Linked DNA regions of Hordeum vulgare: region 1 is linked to region 2. The links are chromatin contacts, called in public Hi-C maps. All regions are on one chromosome and are shown on one strand. Each heading gives the region's core, a stretch centred on a gene start, on an enhancer-like site or on the middle of the called end of the contact. The rest is flanking DNA. Distances are from core to core; before and after follow the strand shown.

Region 1 (3,807 bases), core at 1,031-3,530, 140 kb after region 2:
AGAAACCACAAAAGCCATTAGGCAATACATATCACCTCTGAGCAAACATCAAGTCTCAGTGAGCAACATGATCTAAAAGGACAACAACACAACCACGAGATCCACCATCACCCGACATCATTTCACAGTACTACAGCTGCGTCTGCAATCAAGAATCTACGTGATGAAGAAGAACGATTTGTGAGCGTCGAAGCAGTCTGAATCACCCTTTGCACACCAGCCTGGAACTTTTCTTTGCCTTCCATCTTCAGTTGTCATGTCCAATGCATCAAAAAGGAGCAAGCAGTGAAAATAGCCTCTAATGGAGTACGAACTACATTGTTCACTCGATATGAAATCAACAACTAGAATAACTAGATGATGTCCCGTTACGTTGCTGCGGGAAACTCGCTAAAAGAATGCATAAAAGTTCCTAGAAAATATCTATAACTAATGGGAAGTAAATCTAAGTTTAAAAATGAAGAGAATACAAAGAATATAAAAATGTATCAATGTTAAAAGAATGTTCATATCAAACAAAAATGTGAATGTAAACTACATAGGTATGGTGCAAGCAACCAATACATATATTTGAAATAGATGGTCTAATGCAAGAAAATAACTTGTGTGTAACATGCATGAATTGATGATGTACTGCTTGCATGGATAGAGTAATGAGAAACAATATAATTTATGACTTAAATGCATGACTTGCTCTTGTGGCATAGTTGCAGGTCTAGAAAATTTAACTAGTGGGTTGTAGCTATTTAAGAATAGAAGATTTGACTCACACCGATTGACCCATGGCCACTCCTTAATAACATAGTGAGCAGAGAGACGTCACTACACACAACATTGCATCCGCGGCAAGGTTCATACACACACGTATACATTCATTTGTATGAACGCATACATGCATACCATACTCCTATGAGTGAGAGACTGAACCGACATATCATTTAAAAAATTTATGAAGGCATCATAGACACCTCATCATCAACGAAGACGTCTCATCACCTTCGTGGGTTAAAATACTACTAGTACAATCCTTGTAACCATACAACCACACATTTGATTATGTACCCTTTAATCGGGGCATCCCCTACACCACGGGCATGTCAGTGTTCGTATTCCTAGTCCGTGGTATACGTACAGCACATACCCTTCGTGTCACACAGTCGTGGCAGCGTAGAAGAAACAGACGGGGGGCGCACGCACTGTAGCACCGTGCAACCGCGCGCTGTGCTGCACGAACGTCGGTCGGGCTCCGGCGGTGCCCGTGCAGCTCCGTATGCGAGCATCACGTGTAGCCGTGTAGGGTGTCGCCAAGAGCCGGGCCGGGCCGGGCCGAGCCGACCGTTGGTAATCTAATCTACCATCACGCGCGCCACACGCGCATAACATAATCCTCGCCCGCCCCCCCTCCATGGTTTTGGTTTTGGTTTTGGTTGCGTCCATCGTCCGGTCCGTTGGCACCTCGCGTGCGTGCGTGCACCTACCGGCGTGTCGTGGGGTTGCAGGCTCTGTGGTGCGGCTACTTGCAGCACCGTGTCGTGTCCGGCCGGAGACGTTCAGTGCAATCCACTCAAACGCACGCACGCACGCACGAACGAGAGCGGAGCGGAGTGATAGTGATTAGTTGGCGCGAGCGATCATGTACCACACCACCAATGATGGTTGCTTGCAAGCGATTATCGAGAGCTAACACTAACCGGGCCGTTAATGACGACTGCTGGTACACACGCTCCAGTGGCTGTTGCCCTCAGGCTCACGCAGCGGCACCCGATGGAGCGAGCGAGCGATCTTCCTCTGCTCACGCATCCAATTCGGTTATTTCCGAAAGGAGCAGGCTGGCTAGATGTAGACTGTAGTGCATACTCGATACGAGGGAAACAACGCCGTTGGACAGAGATCGAACGGGACGGAACAGTAGATAGTTATAGCGGACCCAAAGAAAAGAAGAAGATTTGCACCCCGCACCGACGCAGAATTATAATCGCGCGGGCGCTGTTAACGGAAGGTTAGAGGGAAAACGCAGCGCACCGTCGCAATCATCTCCTCGCCCGAATGGCAGCGCCTGTCACTACCCGAAGTAATTAATTCGAATTACCACCACTACCACTACCACTACCACTACCGTGTACTCCTCCTACCAGCAACCCTTTCGAATTCGCCAAGACAAAAACGCACTCCGTCAGAGAAGGAAAGAAAAAGCAGCCCAGGGGTAATACGGTCATTTAACGCGAAGCAACAGTAGCAGCGGGCAGCTGCATCACGGGGGAGGGGAGGGGAGGAGAGAGAGGGAGTCCTTCGTCGCGGTGGTAACAGACAGACAGCGCGGAGAGAGAGAGAGAGGGAGGGAGGGGAGCTGAAAGGCGTCGTACGCGCTCCCTCCCACCATCCCCCGCCCCGCTGCATTATTTTCTCTCTCCCTCCCTCCGCCTCCCCGTTTATTCTCTCTCCCCCTTCCTACTCTCTGTCCCCCATCTGCTCCATTTCCTCCCTCCCACCCCATTCCGTCGGCGCGGCAGCCCAACCAAAACCAAGCTCACTCCCCCGACGAGATGCTCGCCCTTCCGCTCAGGTACGAACCGACGTTCCTCGCGCCCCAAGCCCGCCCTCCACGGGTTCTTGGCGCCATTGCCGTCTACCCCCTGCTGCTTCTTGGTCCGAGCGAGTCCCGAGATTTGTTCGCTTGCCTGCCTGCCTGCCTGCTTAGACGAACCCGCTCCGGGAAGAGGGGAGGGGCCTCCGAGGCAGGCCACGAGAGAGGGAGGGGGAGGGGGGTGGTTGCGGGAGGCCGGGGGAAAACGTCCTTTTTGCCACCAAAGGCGGTGGTTGCGGTGCCCCTCGCCGCGGTTCTCGGGGACCGCCAGCGTTGCTAATGCGGCGCCTCGCTGTTTCCTGCTGTCGGTGGGGCGAGATTCCGCTGGGATTTCCGCAGATTCGTCTTTTCCCAGGGCTTCCACCTGTGTGTGAGATGCGCGCAGGGATTGGGCTTTTTAGCTACTACTTCCTGTATGTTTACGGATTTTTCTTTATTCGGTGATTACTGGGGATATATCTGTCTTGTGGCCGATAAATCATTCCTCACCTACCACTTCTTGGCTGCTGCTGTTTCTAGTTGTAATTCCTGCAATTTTAAGAGGGGTATTTTGCCTTCTTGTTTTTTCAGAAAGATGCCTAGATCTGGCACTGGTTCATTCATCTTTTTCTCCTTTTGCGGGTGCCTAGTTCGTCGATCTGAAACGGGCATTGCCCCTATGAGCTTTGCTGCCATGCTGTGATCTACTAGTATTTCCCAGCGTTACTTTGTTCCTATGCTTAAGGCCTGGCTGGTTAGGATCTACAGTAGACGTCATGCAAATCGATTACTCACCGCAGGAGTAGAATGGTGTCAAAAAACCATTTTATTTACCCTTCTAGTAGCTGCAAATAACTATGTTGGTTAGTATCACTGGGAGTCCTTTGCTGAAGCTTCAAGCTATATCTAAGATCTGATACTGTCGTTGCCAACTTCACTGCACGCTGGAAGTCATGTTTCAACTGTGTGAGGGGGTGGGGCACGCATTTCTTGCCACTGATGTTTTCATTTGTCTCGAGATTTAGCAGTTTCTTTTTTCTGCATACATTTGGGCGTGCATACTTAGTTATTTCAGGGGAGACGTCTCCATGAATTCTGAATGTTTCCAGAGTTTGTCCATAGCTTCATTTGGGGGGGAATGCTATATTATCTTATTCCAACTTGACTTGTCATATCAGGTTAACTTAGCTTGTTGTATCTGAAACTTGTTAAAGGGTTAGATCCGAATCTTGAAATAGATCTAC
Region 2 (3,663 bases), core at 974-3,473:
TCCATTTTGCCATATCAAACTGATGACAACATCAAAATCTTTTTAGTTTTGTAGACTTAAAAATGTTTTATCTTTTAAATAAAAAATGCGTTTTCATCATTAAACCGTCTTGACGTGATCTTGAAAATTAGATCATATATTGATATGTTTCGACGACTTTTTTTATGTCAAAAGCTGACAAGAGATTTACACTAAAGTTGTCATAGAGTCTACACTAAAGTTGTCATGATATGTTCCATCTATTTTGTATAGATTTAAAACTATCATTGCATTTCAACTACTTTTACGACAAATTTTATTAACTGAGCATGACCGTATTTAGTGACTAACCATGATAAATTTAATTCATGGATCACGACCATTATTAGTAATTTATCATGGCAATTTTAGTTTATAGATCATGACAATTATAGTATTTTGACTATGACAATTGTAGTATTTTGATCATGAAAATTATTGTATGTACGAACCATGGGAAATTTCACTTCATTTATCATGACAAATTTAAAGGAAGTCATCATGACAATTTTAGTATGGTTCATTGATAATTTGAGTCATTGACCATGCATTTTTAAAATAATTAATGACGGATTTCTTTTTAATTACGAACCATGTCAAAATTATTTCATGACAAAATTTAGTAATTCATAATGGCAAGTTTAGTTTCTTAATTTCCTTTTTTTATAACATGTTTAAATATGCTTTAAATATGAAAAAATAGTTAAAACATATCATAACAACTTCGGTGTAAACACCATGATAATTTGTATGCAATAGACATGACAACTTTTAACAAAAAGAAAAATCGTCAAAACTTATCGATGAGATCTAGTTTGGAATATCTTGTCCGAAAAGATTTAATGATGAAAACGATTTTTCATTAAAGTAAAATATTTATTTTTATTTTTATTTTTAAAAAAATCTGCTCACATCATCAATTTCGTCATTTATGCATGTATACGGTGACATGACAGAATTTGTGGCCATGAAGGTGTTCTATCGGCATGACCTCGTGCCATATCATGTGGCAGATATCGGCGTCCAAAAGAACTTTATCATGTGACAGTAGAGAAAAAGTGAAGCTTTACATTTTTTAGATAAAAAAGTGAAGTTTTACTTAAAACAACTCCGACGGGGCGACCCATTTCGTCTGTCATCGTTCGTTTGGGGTCGTGTGGACAAAATTGATGGCCCAACGCGTCGATCCATTTTCAAAACGCGTCTGTTTCTTATCCGCGCCGACCCATTTTCGGTCCAAATTTGGGACTGAAATGCGTCGGTACGGACGCGCGCGCGCCCTTTCGGTGTCCGTCTCAACCACCCGCGGTCAACATAATTCATAACGGCCGCCCTCCTCGGGCCCACGTGTCAGCGGCTGCGGTCGACCTTTTTAATCTGAGCTTGTGGAGGGGGGTTCGGCCTCATCTGCTTCCAGATCCCCGTCCTCATCTCGCCACCCCTCTGTTCCCTCGTCGGCGACCCTAGCCAGCAGTCATGGTCAGCTCCGCCCAAAATAACGGCAACACCCTCGTCGTCTATGCCCACACGCTGCGCCCGGAGGAGGTCGCCTACCTCCAGCATAAAAGGGCCCTGGCGGAGGCGCGCGCCCGTGTTGCGCCACCAGCACCCATGACCGGCTCCACCCAAAACAATGGCAACACCCCGTCGTCTATGCCTGCAAGCTTCTCTCGAAGGAGGTCGCCTACCTCCAGCATAAGAGGGCGTTGCGCCTGGCGGAGGAGCGCGTCCGTGCTGCGCCATTGTCGCCACCAACACTGCTCGTGCCGGCACAACCTGCCCCCGCACCGGCGTAGCCCGACCTCACCGCCGCCGTCGAGGACGCCTAGTTTTTTTTTGATTATAATGTAATGGGAACGCATTGACTCTCGCCGGCCTTCGTGACCGGCTTTTAATGTTTAATTAATGCTTGTTTATTTTTTTCAAAAATGCTTTTTTTATGCATCTGTAAAAAATGGGTCAAGCCAGCGTTGGACCCATACGATGAGCCAAACACCAAAACGGACGCCGGTGTCCGTCGAACCGATCCAAATGAATAAAGATCGAATAAAATTAACGTCCGTTTGGATCGTCCGCTGTTAAAGAGAGAAAATGCATCTTTCACAAATTGGACTTAAGAAATTGCATCCGCCTTGACCACAGGATGGACCCCGCGCACCAGTCACCGATTTCCCTCACCGCCGATGACACGTGGGCGGTGGGCCCCACGCACACCTCCGTCGTCTTCGTCTCCGTCTGCCCGTCTGGGACGAGTCGCGTGTCAAATCTTCCCATTATCCGCGCGATCCCCAGCCATCTACCACTCCCTACCATGGCTCGCCTCCTCGCGCGAACCCTAACCCTAGGCCGCCCGGCCGCTCCGGGGTCCTCCCTGCAGCCCCACCGCGCCCTCTCGGACAAGGTGGAGCTGATCGAGATCGACCTCTCCGAGGAATCCGCCTCCTCAACCTCCTCCGGCGACTCCGCGGAGGAGCCGATGGGGATGGGGCGGCTGAACGACGCCATCCGCGGCGTCATCGTTCGGCGCGCCGCTCCGGAGTGGCTCCCCTTCGTGCCCGGGGGGTCGTACTGGGTGCCGCCGATGCGGCGGCCGCTCGGGGTGTCCGATCTCGTGGGCACGGTCGTCTACAACGCGAGGGCCGCCGTCGACGCGGCGGAGATGGCCAGGGCCACCATGGTCAAGGCCGCGATGACCAAGGAGGAGGCCATGTGCTTCACCACGCAGCGGGGTTGGCCGTCGGAGGCCTATTTCGTGCAAGGTGAGGTCGAATGACCCTTGTTTGGATGGCGAAATGATGATGTGTTATGGGTACATAGTCTTGGAGCTGAGCTGACACGTTTAATCTGTGGGCGAAGCACGGAAGGGCGCATCTACCCCTGGTATCCGAAATGAATGATAAAGCCCAAAAATTCAAACTCGTACAATGATATCTTACCATTCTCTATCCTCTAGCTGGATACTCGACCTTCTGCAGTTATAAATCATGGACCATTTTGCGCTCTAAAACATGTTCTTGGAATTCTGTTTCTTCTCCAAGTGAAACCAGTCCTAATCAACCAGGATAGACTGTGCATGTCATTAGCTTTGGGTTATATTATGCGGTGCCTGATAAATTGCTCGCTGCGAACATTTGATATGTGTTTACATGATTTAGTTCACGCTAAATAGATATTTTTTTCTGCTCTAATACTTCCACCATGTGAAAATTAGTATGGGAGGTATACTACCTGATGAAACATGTAATTTTAATAGGTATAGGAAATCATGAGGATTTTTCCATAGTAGATGACATAGTTCGTGGGATACAGAAAACAACTGATAAATCATTTTCCTCTGTTCCATTTCATGCTTTTGCCTGTACTATTATGTTATTCTGTTTTTTCATCGACCAAATTCAACTGCATGGTTATAGTATGATTGGATACACTTTCAAAATGGATAGTGCAGTTAGTGATTGTGATTTTTTTTCTGGAGTGCACATCCAAATACGTGTCAGCGTCACTGTTCTGTAGTGTTAGTAATTGTTTTCCTTAGTACTCTTTTGTTTAAGATAGGTACTCCTTTTGTTAGCTTATGCATGGCATGATATTGTCGTAGCTGGCTGTACTTTTTATGCAGTTTTAGGTTAATTAGCTTATGCATCT

The links. A called contact is a pair of places that touch in the nucleus more often than the background predicts.
Region 1: a Hi-C map of seedling shows a contact between it and region 2, with 2.3 times the contacts expected there. The contact joins the promoter of LOC123427683 here to the promoter of LOC123427681 in region 2. A contact is called at or near these places in 4 of 6 Hi-C or Micro-C datasets (leaf and seedling) and 1 of 1 datasets of contacts at active chromatin or transcription factors (embryo).

Annotation. Positions count from the first base shown.
Region 1 is chr2H:605,117,131-605,120,937 of MorexV3_pseudomolecules_assembly, forward strand. LOC123427683 reads left to right here and starts at 2,281. Exons shown (of 5, transcript XM_045111784.1): 1 at 2,281-2,563.
Region 2 is chr2H:604,974,591-604,978,253 of MorexV3_pseudomolecules_assembly, forward strand. It overlaps LOC123427681, which reads left to right and starts at 2,224. Exons shown (of 2, transcript XM_045111783.1): 1 at 2,224-2,777. The coding sequence starts at 2,330.